Regions from separate parts of the Mus musculus genome. Here all the other regions are linked to region 3. Evidence: chromatin contacts called from public Hi-C and promoter capture Hi-C data. All regions are on one chromosome and are shown on one strand. The core of a region is the stretch at or near the end of the contact, and the rest is flanking DNA. Distances in the headings are between cores, read along the strand shown.

The links. Promoter capture Hi-C pulls out the DNA fragments that hold promoters and counts their contacts. Hi-C and Micro-C count contacts between places; a contact is called where the count stands out from the background. Capture Hi-C pulls out chosen DNA fragments and counts their contacts.
Region 1: a contact with region 3 is called in a Hi-C map of liver, with 13 times the contacts expected there. The contact joins the enhancer-like site here to the promoter of Pofut2 in region 3. A contact is called at or near these places in 21 of 39 promoter capture datasets (3T3-L1-derived adipocytes, the C10 cell line, the HPC-7 cell line and 15 more), 5 of 15 datasets of contacts at CTCF or cohesin (CD8 T cells, the NIH/3T3 cell line, embryonic stem cells and 1 more), 48 of 484 Hi-C or Micro-C datasets (8-cell embryo, the G1E-ER4 cell line, LSK cells and 27 more), 29 of 115 datasets of contacts at active chromatin or transcription factors (the HPC-7 cell line, acute myeloid leukemia, bone marrow-derived macrophages and 19 more) and 3 of 9 other capture datasets (adipose tissue, liver and pancreatic islet).
Region 2: a contact with region 3 is called in a promoter capture Hi-C map of liver. The contact joins the promoter of Slc19a1 here to the promoter of Pofut2 in region 3. A contact is called at or near these places in 20 of 39 promoter capture datasets (the 3T3-L1 cell line, the C10 cell line, the SN4741 cell line and 12 more), 23 of 484 Hi-C or Micro-C datasets (B cells, CD4 T cells, CD8 T cells and 13 more), 13 of 115 datasets of contacts at active chromatin or transcription factors (double positive thymocytes, embryonic forebrain, embryonic stem cells and 5 more) and 3 of 9 other capture datasets (adipose tissue, embryonic stem cells and liver).
Region 4: a contact with region 3 is called in a promoter capture Hi-C map of adipose tissue. The contact joins the promoter of Adarb1 here to the promoter of Pofut2 in region 3. A contact is called at or near these places in 14 of 39 promoter capture datasets (the 3T3-L1 cell line, 3T3-L1-derived adipocytes, the C10 cell line and 8 more), 1 of 15 datasets of contacts at CTCF or cohesin (the NIH/3T3 cell line), 6 of 484 Hi-C or Micro-C datasets (B cells, CD4 T cells, embryonic stem cells and 2 more), 3 of 115 datasets of contacts at active chromatin or transcription factors (cardiomyocytes, embryonic stem cells and memory CD8 T cells) and 3 of 9 other capture datasets (adipose tissue, liver and pancreatic islet).

Annotation. Positions count from the first base shown.
Region 1 is chr10:77,117,298-77,119,997 of GRCm38.p6, reverse strand. The region is part of intron 2 of Col18a1 (collagen, type XVIII, alpha 1); the gene reads left to right. Among named protein-coding and RNA genes, the nearest start is that of Col18a1, 48 kb to the left of the region's middle. Within about 2 kb of position 1,352, at least 22 of the 459 cell types and tissues checked have an H3K27ac peak or open chromatin away from gene starts, as enhancers often do. A contact at or near this core is called in 3T3-L1-derived adipocytes, the N1E-115 cell line, hepatocytes and 3 more, where this site is marked.
Region 2 is chr10:77,031,831-77,034,530 of GRCm38.p6, reverse strand. It overlaps Slc19a1 (solute carrier family 19 (folate transporter), member 1), which reads right to left and starts at 1,319. Exons shown (of 6, transcript NM_031196.3): 1 at 1,184-1,319.
Region 3 is chr10:77,258,048-77,260,747 of GRCm38.p6, reverse strand. Pofut2 (protein O-fucosyltransferase 2) reads right to left here and starts at 1,448. Exons shown (of 9, transcript NM_030262.3): 1 at 1,295-1,448; 2 at 1-174. The coding sequence starts at 1,425. Gm10941 (predicted gene 10941) reads left to right here and starts at 1,525. Exons shown (of 2, transcript NR_026944.1): 1 at 1,525-2,021.
Region 4 is chr10:77,416,939-77,419,638 of GRCm38.p6, reverse strand. Adarb1 (adenosine deaminase, RNA-specific, B1) reads left to right here and starts at 1,366. Exons shown (of 11, transcript NM_001024837.2): 1 at 1,366-1,544. It overlaps Gm17769 (predicted gene, 17769), which reads right to left and starts at 1,263. Exons shown (of 1, transcript NR_027377.1): 1 at 1-1,263.

The DNA.
Region 1 (2,700 bases), core at 103-2,602, 140 kb after region 3:
GACAGGCAGTGGTGAGCTCTGAGAGGCAAATGGGGATGTAGGAAAGCCAGAGATACCACGTCTCAAGGGTAGCTTCGGAACAAAATGTGACACCTGGAATTGGTGGCGTACTCCCTACCACGACCACATCACTCGCTTGCTCCGGCCCCATTTGCTTGGGGCATATTTATTTCATATATGTGGGTATGCTGTCACTGTCTTCAGACACAGCAGAAGACGGCATCGGAAGCCCATTAGAGATGATTGTGAGCCACCATGTGTGTGGTTGCTAGGAATTGAACTTAGGACTTCTGGAAGAGCAGCCGGTGCTCTTAACCACTGAGCCATCTCTCCAGCCCCGGTGGAAGTACTTTTGACCCTTGAGCGTCCAGCCGTCTACCAGAGCCATCCCGCGGCTCACTGAGCCTCATCTGTCTCAACAACTCACACTGCTAAGAGCCCGTTCCTGCTCGCATGTGGGTGTCTTGGAGTTTTTAATGAAAATAGAAGACTGCATTATTCAGGAATCTAAACCAGACCAGACGGGCCAACAAGACAGAACAAACCCTAGCTTGGGGCAGGGGTGCGTCTTGCCACTGATGTGAGAGGGTGGGACTTTTGGAAGGAACCAGTGCTGGGAGGAACGGTACATGAGGAGCTAAAGACTCCTTTCAGATGAGTGCTTGCCCCTTGTCCCCATGGTGATGGGAGGAGGTTATAGTGCCCAAGCCAAAGTGACCCTGGTCTGCAGAAGATTGGTGTCTTCGGGAGTTTAGAGGCCTGTGCTTGGCTGAGCCACGGGGATGCCCTAGGGCACCCGAGGAGGGTGGAAGTAACCAGGTAGCCGGGATAGTCTGGTGCCTAGAAGGAGTTTGCCAGATTGAAACATAGCTGAAATGCTGCCTTTATAAAGGGTCCTGATTTGCTAACTCTCTGAGTCCTGAGAATCTTTGTGTCCCTGTCATTGCTGGACTGGGATTGATGGTGCGGAGGGAGTAGTTTCTTGCATGGCAAGAACTTGCTGTGGCACACCCAAGGACCTTGGCAGACGAGGGTGAGGGACGGCGTGGCTCCTGTCTTGGTACTTTGATTCTGAAACTGAGATAAACTCATTTGTCCTCTCAGGGGCTTCTGGGCCCCTGCTCCCCGGTGTTCTGCTGATGCCTGTCCTGACCAAGTCTCTATCCCTGCTGGCTGGCGTCAGCAGGAGAGCCATATGTGACTCTAGTCACTGAGGGCTAAGAGAGGATGTTATTGATTGTTGGCCGTTGTAGGTATGGCTTGTGCCAGTCCTTGAGTCCTTGTTCTCAAGGGACCTCAGGGGCCCTCTGGGTTATACTGGCTACTCAGGCAACTCATGGGTAAGCTGGGCAGTGCACAGCTCTGTAGAGGTCAGTATAGGTGTGTTACCAAAGTCCCTGTGGAATGGCTTGCCTTCCAGGTTCTGCACTATGGGAACCCTGCCAACAGGAGCTTTGGCTTCCAGAGGGTTAGATCTGCCAGATTACAAGGGCCACTCTGAACAAGGCAGGCACTGGTGACTTGCTTCCTCACAAGGTCATAAGGACAACAGAGCAGGAGAGCCAGCCCAAGGTCAGACTCAGGTGCAGTTGAAGAAAGCCTCAGGCATGAATGTCCTCAAATCACAGGTTGCCAGTGGACACTGACTTCTAGGAAAGCTGTTCTCACAACTGCCAAAGAGAAGGGAAGCTGCAGGTGGGGGCTGGGAGTCAGGATCATGGCGGATGCCTGCTTCCTGGGGGATGCCCTGTGCTGGTCCCTGTCTCTGACCTGTCTCTGAATCGCTCCTGTTCTCTAGGAGCTGGGGGGTGGGGGTGGTCTAGACCATGGGAGGTGTAGTCTTTCAGTAGCTGCCTGTGTGACAGTGTGACTGAGCCCAGCTTGTGATTATGAGTTCCTTGAAAACTTAGATGTTTGCTCCAGGGCCACAATCCTCCCACCCCAACCCTCCTGTTCAGCACTCAGCGGGCACCTACCAGGTACTGAACCTGAGTCAGATGGGTAGGAACTGTATCCTGGGACTCTCTTCCATCTCACCTAGTCCTTAGCTCTTAGAATCTAAGGTGTAGACAGTGTCCCCTCTCCACCTTCCTGTGGGTGCAGGGATCTCTTTCTCTTTACCTTGGGTTCTCTCCCCAGCTTGGCGGCTGACATCTTCTGGACCAAGCAATCTCCATGCTTCCTCTACAGATCCTGTGTGACAACATACTCTCTGTCTCCAAAGGGTCTGAGGTTATCCTTGATCAGGCAGTGGCAGGGAAATGGGTTGGTGCTGTTCCTGGCTCCCCGGCTTCTATTTTCCCTCTTATCTGAAATCCTGACTGTTGCTGCTTGTGGGCACACAGAGTGATGCCAGACTGAAGAGCTGATGGGACCCCTTACACAGGGCTGGGAGAGACAGAGATGGTGGCCTTTAGTAGACCAGGACCTTAGTGTTCCCTGATAGTGCAAGTGTTTCTGTGACCGCGTGTGTGCGTGCGTGCGTGCGTGCGTGCGTGCGTGCGTGTGTGCGTGTGTGTGTGTGTGTGTGTGTGTGTGTGTGTGTTTGAGTATGGAGTAGACATGTGTGTGTCCATGAATGTGTATGCATGTGCATATGTATATGTAGTACAAGACTCCAGATGGGGTCCAAAGCTTAGACTCTGAGCTGTGAATCCATCCACCCAGTGAATACTGTGTATTCAACACTCCAAAGTGAGC
Region 2 (2,700 bases), core at 70-2,569, 230 kb after region 3:
TTCACAAACTTCTTTCCAAGGCCCACTTTCTTTTTATCTTGAAACAGGAAGGTTCCTTTTAATTAAGGAAGGGGGGAAAACAAACGCCAATGCCCTTCTCCCATTGTGGTGGCTGAGTGTTGACTGTATCTTTGCCACTGGCTCAAATGCCCAGAATCAATCTCTTTCCTCAGCCCCAGTGCCTTGTTGGAAGGCACACATCCGGCTCCCTAGCCCGGAGAATGTGTCAGGCTCTGCAAAGTCAGAGGCTCTGTGCCCTGCTGAGTCCATCTGAGCAGCTCCCGGAGTCCTTGAGTCTCACTGGGAGGAGGCTACTTCTTAACAGTCAGGCAAGCAAGTCTAAGGATTTAGTCTATCCTCTCCACTGAGAGAAGGCCCACAAACATCTTCTAGCCCCCTGAGGTTCCGACCAACATCGTGAAGACAGGGAAGTTAGGATGGGAACACTCACCGGGTGAGGAGTCACGTCAATATGGTTTATTCCTAGGCTATTAGCCAAGTCTAGTATCCCTGTCACAGAGATGCTGGAAGTACAGAAAAGACTGGCTACTACAGGCAGCCTGTACAAGCTGCAGATTCCACCTGTTCCAAAGGGAAGTTGTTAACAGTTGTCAGGGTGCCTACAACCTCTGAGCTAAACAATGAGCCTTGGAGGCGCGCCACGTCCAGGGCGTGGGCAGTGGGGTTTCCTTGCAGGCAACACGTGCTCTAAAGTCGCTGGGGCAGGCGCACGTGGTGATTCCTGACCTGAGGAAGATACTTTGAAAGCAAAAGAACTCCGTTCCAGAGGAATGACAAGGAGAGAAATGGCGCTCAAAGGTCCCACTAGGCAGCCTGGGGATTTATCCTCCCGACGGTTCTGCAACCATGAGCCCAGGATGCGGGCCAGCACTCAGACTCTTGCCCCGAGGCTCGTAACGCTGAGGTCCTCACCTATACTCTGTATTCACAGAAGGACCCTGACACCCCACAGATACTAGCCCGTGTCCCACACCTATCCTACTGCCCCTATGCATCCCAAAGACTTCTGCTTGTCTTCCACCCAGCAGACCCCGCATGCGCCTTCCGCACGCTACAAACCCTGCCTGGAGCTTTGTAGTCGCGCCAAGGACTCCGCGGTCCTCTGTAGTGGAGAATTCAGCCCGCTTTCGTCTTCAGGACACCGGAAGGAACAGAACCGTACCTTGCACTACCCCGTGGCTCCCCAGGCACGCATAGAATGGATTCCTAGCTCTGCGTCCCACAGGCCTGTGGCTGATTCAACGCGCACACGCAGACTACAACACCCAAAAACCCGCGCGTAGGCTCAAGGGCCGCATGGAGAGGCGTGGTTACCTGACTGACCACGCCCCGAAGGAGTGGCCAGCGTGGTAGACAGGAGGCGCAGCCGCAGAACTTCCAGGAGGCGGGGCAAACACCTGGCTACACCCGCAGCTACTTCCACAGGGGGTTCATGCACGCGCCCTCTACACTTGGAGATTTACTACCGGGTGGGTCTTGTGGTTCCCTGAGGAGCGGACGACCGGTGGCGCGTCTGCTAGCCTGTGCCCTAAGAACCTACATCTCTAGACTCCAGGCCCCCTTCAGTACGCTCGCCCAGTGTTCGGGCTCCTGTGCTTCCTCCTCAAGCCGACCCTCTCTGTCCGCCTCTCCAATAAGTCCCTTCTTCCCCGCCCCCTTCCATCCCGTCTCCTCTTCACCCAACCCCTGGGCCCCGCAGCCCGCCTGAGCCCCTTTACGAGCCCCCTACCCGTCCAGCGCTTGACCGGGTCTCAGCTCACAGCAGATTGCTTGATCTGATCGAGCACAGAGGTGACCGCCCGGCCTAAGACCAAGCAAGGCCCCTCCCCGGGTCCGCCCCTGACCCCTGCTGGCCTGCAGAAGTCTGCGCTGGCTCTGTCCGGCTCCTCTTGAGACGAGCGCCCCGCGACCACCTGCTAAAGCATTCCAGGCACCAAGGCATTGACCGCTAGATATAGACTGCACCAGCTGTGCACGCCCTTCGTTTGGGTATCAGCGTCTTTAGGTTCCAAGGGCACCGACGGATTGCGCTGAGCTATGCATGGAGACCCCCTACACACACACACACACACACACACACACACACACACACACACAAAACCTTACTCACCTTGTATCAACCTACTTGACTGTTAACAGGGACAGAAGTCTGGCCTAAGCGTTTTAGGCCCCACCCCACCCTCCTTCACCACCAATCCCCCAATCTTTCAAACTCTCACCCCAGCAGGGATGTTCAGCTGATGCTCAGCAGGTGGAGGCTGCTAGCAGCCTGAGGTGGGTTGGGAGAGGGCGGGGCTCCCTGAAACCAGCCTCTTTCCTCCTGATGGGTTTTGGCGGAGTACTTGCGAGGGCAGCAAAGTAGAACGAATGGAGAGGGGCATGGGTCCAAAGAGGAATGGCCGACCAGCAACTCTGGTTTAATAGATTCCCAAGGTGGTGGGGTGCCGGGAGGTTAGACTATAGGTATGGTCATCTATACGAATGGGGTCCCAGGTGTGAGAACCCAGTCTCCACACCAGCACGGCTCCTCCCCAGCCCATGGGGGCCACACCCCTCTGGACTTGGGCCTTCTTGGTACATGCAAAGGTGCTGGCCACCTAGTTGCTATACAAGGGAATCAGGAAGCTAGAGTGCTTCTCTGGCCAGAGATGTGGAAAGCAATGGCGGGCCTCATGGCAC
Region 3 (2,700 bases), core at 199-2,698:
ATCCGGACCTGGTGGATGTCAGGGCTTTGCCAGTGGTAGAGGCGGCCCCACGGGGGCAGGACTAGCACCCACTCTTCAGTCTTCAACAGCGTCTTCAGCAAGGATGCCACCCGGATATAGACATCCCTGCGGAGATTGAAGCCTTCTGGGGGGTTGACATCATACAGGAGGTACCTGAGAAGGGAGCAAGACATAGGCCGTGTGTGAACTGTGGGGAATCTTCATGGGGCACCCACACCCGGCTTACAGAGAGGGCAGTGACTATACAATGACCAGCAGAGCTCATAAGTGCCAACAGCAGATTCACACTCTCTGACAAATCAGAATGTAAACGGAACCTCAGCGGCTGAGCCTGAGAATCGGTTTCACAGCCATTCCCACAGTGTCTCATCCAAAGACTCCTTGACTCCTTCACAGTCTGAACAAAATTAATGAGATGCCCAAAGGCCAGTTGTTTACTCAGGGGGGGCCAAACCTTTGACAATGAGGCATGACGCTGTCTGTCATCAATAATTCATCGCTATTCTGAGATGTATGTGGTCAATGGGCACAGGTTGGACAAATCTGGTTTATAAATTAAATCTACTGACAGTTCCTGTGTTGGAAGCTAAAGCTAGAAGTATTCATCCATTCACTGAAAAATAACAACAGTCTCGTTATATTAACAAAGATTATTTTAAATGAAAAATATGCATTTTCAAAATAAAAACAGTGAAAAGGATAGGATGATAATATTCTGATTAAGCCTCACTGTGATATTACAGGTCCGGTTGGCTGGCCGGTGGAAAAACTCCACAGTACACTAATGACATCTGAGAAAGTCAAAGTGACGAAGAATCTCCCTCCGTGAAAACGGTTCTAAAACTTTATTTAAGGCTTCGCCAAAGCAAGATTCCTTTCTACGGAATCGCGGGCAGGCTTCAGTCCCGTCATCACTGGGTTTGTCGGCACCAGACCCCTGGTTTACCCTCCCTCCAGTTTGGGGAAGAGCGGCCGCGGAAGAAGCGCCATCTCCACGACAGCCCACACGAACTTCTGTCTCGCTGGAACTTAAGATCGGCCTCGGGACAGCGTGCCTGAGGTGGCCAGAGCCGGGCTCCACCTACGCTCCCGGACCTTCTGGTAGCGATCTCTCGGGAGTAGACGGCCAGCTCAGCCCAAGGCCAGGGCGACCTTCGCCACGCAGCCTTCGCTCCTGCAGCCTGCGTGCGCAGCCCCGGTCCCGCTGCCCCCAGCCCGCTGCTGACCCTGTCCCAGATGCCTCGCTCCGCCCGGCCGGCGTGGACGCGCTTACCGTCTGCGGGATGCCGCCCCCGACAGGATGTCCGCCGCCGACTGGCCAGGCCAGAATTCTTCTCCTGAAGCCGAGACCGGCCGCCAGGATGCCGCTGCCAGCAGCAGGCAGACGACGCTGAGCGCCGCCATGGCCCCGGCGGCCACGCACTTCCGGCTGCCGCGCCCCGGTCCGGAAGTGCGCCTGTCCGCCCCACGGAGCGCGTCTCCAGTAGCTACGGCAACGCGGCCAGACCCACGGTGCGCACGCGCCTCTCTTCGTCTGAGTAGGAGTATGTGGGCGTGACCAGGGGTGGGTCCTGGGGAATGGGCGTGTCCTCAGCGCAGTCACGCCCTTCCCAAGCTCTCCTGGTTGTACTTTCAGCTGAGGGCGCTGCGGTGGCCTGGCTCGGTTGAGTCTTAGAGTCGTCGGCTTTGCGAGGTGCGCTATTTGTCCCGAGGGCAGAGAGAATTCGCTTGGTCTCATCCGGGACTTGCTGAGCATCACGACGCCAGGCATTCCTGTTGCCGGGTGTTGTACGGTCCCGGGATGTGGGCGGAGCTGGCCGCAGGTCTGGTCCTGCAGGACAGAGCCAGAGGACAGAGCACTGGCCTCCAGGAGTGGGGATGGATGCAGGACCTGAAGGTGCTCTCCGTTCCGTGTAGGGCTCTAGCGCTGGAGCAGCGAGCAGCTTAGGAGTCAGAGGACCAGGTGCCCCACGGAGCTCTGAGCTTTCCTGAAAATACTTGTGAGTGACTGTGGCTTTTTTTTTTTCTTTTTTAAAAGTTGCATCGCAGTGGAAGTGTCTAGAACCAAGTGTTTGTACAGACCCCATTGAAGTGGTGTTAACTGATGGAGTTAGTATTACATACAGATTCCGAAGCAGACAGCCACATACTCTGCACGCTACTACTGTATGCTGTAACAGTCGGATATCTGATAAAAACAAGAGAGTCACAGGTGGCCAGAAAGCATAGCATTAAAGAGATAGTTGAGCTTCATCAAAAAGTAAAACCTAGTCTTTGTCTTTTTTTTTTAAGATTTATTTTATGTATATGAGTACATTGTGGCTGTCCTCAGACACACCAGAAGAGGGCATCAGATCCCATTACAGATGGTTGTGAGACTCCATATGGTTGCTGGGAATTGAATTCAGGACCTCTGGAAGAGCAGTCATTGCTCTTAGCTACTGAGCCACGTCTCCAGCCCCAAAACCTAGTCTTTGAAAGGCAGGGGTAGGAAAAAGAAAAGACAGAGCCTGGGAGAAAGCACCCAGATTATAATAATTACCCTAACAGGGGCTGGAGAGATAGCTCAGCAGTTAAGAGCACTGACTATTCTTCCGGAGGTCCCAAGTTCAAATCCCAGCAACCACATGGTGGCTCAAAACCATCTGTAATGAGATCTGATGCCCTCTTCTGGGGGTG
Region 4 (2,700 bases), core at 117-2,616, 160 kb before region 3:
CTCTCATATGTACTTGTGTCAGATCAGCATCTTCAATTCAGTCAATGAGTCACAGGAACACAGGTGATGTGCACAGGGGATGAAAAGGCTGGAACTTGCTCTCTTGTGGCCAAACCACAGCCATTATGAGAAGCAACGAGAGCTAGCTTACTAACAGTAGGTAACACATGACATAAGGGAGTGAGGTCATCTATGAAGCAGAGATGAACCAAACCAGCTGAACACTGCATAAAAGCTGCTATTCATCAGACTTACAAACCATGACTTTAAGTTACTAAGTTCTGGGGTAGTGTGATACCTAGAAACAGACACATTTGTCCTTGTGCACATACTTGTATGTGAAGCTTGACATCCTGGTAGGTGTTCCAAGAGTGATGATCTCTACTTACTTGCCAACAAGTGCACCCGTAGGCACTGCCTGGTGCCCACCTTTTAGGCAGGCTGAAGAATTCATTGAGTGGCTAGCTGGTCCAAAGGACATGTTTTTGTGATGGAAGCAGATGTGGACCGGCTACAACACTACTCCTGTGGTCAGTTCATGCTTCCGATTCTGGACCTCTCCAGGCCCCGTTCTGGGCATAGCACCCCAGGTTAAGACAATCTGGCGAGGAACCACACAAGTTGTTGACCACATCTTGGATGCTCGACACAGTACTTTACCTACCTGCACTTGTCTTTTACTAGACCTTTTTCTTTTTAAACAAACGTGGAAACAGACAATGCAAGCACAAGACACATCTGGTATGCCTAAGAGGTGGCAGAGCCTGAACTTGACCCTGGGGTCTAGGTTAAAAACCGGCCATCATTTCTAGTGACCACCAGTAGACACCCTGCTTCACAAAATCATGTCCCTGCTCCTCTCCCTACTTATTTTCAAGGTCTACGGAGGTGGGTGTCAGTGGCCAGGGCCAGCTCTCAAAACTGGACGAAGGCCCAGGGACGATTCTTGCGGGATGCCAGGGTACCACGTACGGGGTGTAGTAGGTCTTCAAGCGGCGGTCACAGTCGCACTTCAGTGGCTTCGCTCTGATTTTCCCTGCCCCATTCCCAGATCCCACAGGATCTCTAGGATCCTTGGTCCCACCTGTCCCCTTAGGTCCCATCCGAGGCTCCTGCCCGCGAGTTCGAGAACCCCGCCCCCGTCGATCTTCTCGGTGCGTGTCGGAGGCTCCCTTCCGCTTCGAGTCTCCCTAGCGACGCACGACCTGTTTTGGTTCTAACCGCTAACCCTCGCAGTTCCCGCCGCCGCGAGCGAGTCCGGACGTCGGCTCCGGGCAGGAGGCGCGCACGTCAGCGTGGAGCGCTGGCTCCACCCCTGCAAGCGAGCACGCGCGCGCGGCTGCGGCGGCTGGGGCGGGGCGAGCCGAGGGGGCGGAGCCGCCGGCGCCGAGGCTAGAGGCAGAGGCTGAGGCAGCGGCTGAGGCTGAGGTGGCTGAGGCTGAGGCGGCGGCGAGGGGCTCCTAGCTGGGGCCGCGGGGCTAGCCGAGGCCGCCGCAGCGCCCAGAGCCAGACGCCGGCAGCCCGCGGGCGCAGCGTGAGCGGAGGTAAGGCGGCGGGGACGCGGGCGGCCGCGTTTATGTAAGCGCGGGGCAGGTGGCTGAGGCCGCGCAGCGCCGGCGGCCGCGGACCTGACCACCGACCCCAGACCCTATGGTGCGGGGCCCGGGCCCGCGGCGAGCTGCGGGGTCCCTGGCGCATCCCGGGCGGCGCGCGGAGGGCGGGCCGCGGTCCTCTTGGATGCGCTGCGCTGCAGGAGGAGGCTGCGCCCAGGACGGCTCGTCCGCTCCTGGAGGCGCCGCGTCCGCGTGGGATGCGCTGCGCCGCGGCGAGCCGACCGTGCGCCTCTCGGACAGGAGGTTGTGCCCGCGGAGAGGACCCTGTACTCCAGGGAGGGGACCTGTGCCCATCAGAGAGGAGACTGCGCCCGGGGAGGGGAATGGTGTACCGGGCGGAGGGGACCTGTGCTCCGGGGAGGGGACCCTGTACCCCGGGAAGGGACCTTTACCCAGCACAGGGGACACTGCACACCGGGAGGGGGACCTTGTGCCCTGCAGAAGGAAAGCTGCGTCCGGGGATGGGGACCCTGTATCCTAGAGAGGGGACCTGTGCCCTGCAAAAGGAAAGCTGCGCCCTGAGAAGAGACACCCTGTGTCACTCTGAATCTGTGTCCGGGGATGGGGACCCTGTGCCCTGCAGAAGGGACCATGTGCTTGGTAGAGGAAAGGTTGAGCTCTGTATTCTGCAGAAGGGACCAGTGCCTAGCAGAAGGGAGGCTAAGCTCAGGCTGGGGGGTGGGAACCCTGTGCTCTGAGGAGAGGAAGCTGCACCAGGGGATGGGGACTTTGTGCCCTGCAGAAGGGACCATGTGCTCCGCAGAGGCGAGACGGCGCCCAGAGGAAGGGCACAGGGAGGGAACCCTGTGCCCTGCAGAGTATACTCTGAACTCCGAGGAGGGAGACCCTAACCCTATATCCCACAGAGGGAAAGCTACGCCCAGTGAGAGCATCTTGTGTCCTGCAAAGGAGACACTGCGCTCCCACGGGGTGGACACCGTAACCTAGGTGAGGCAGGCTGCTTTTTTGGTGGTCCATGCCCCTTCCGAGGGCTCAGAGCCCACATGGGCGCCGAGCGCCTGGGAGACGAAGTTCCGAGTACCCAGCGCGAGTACCCAGCGCGTCTGCTGTTTGTGGGAGCCATCTG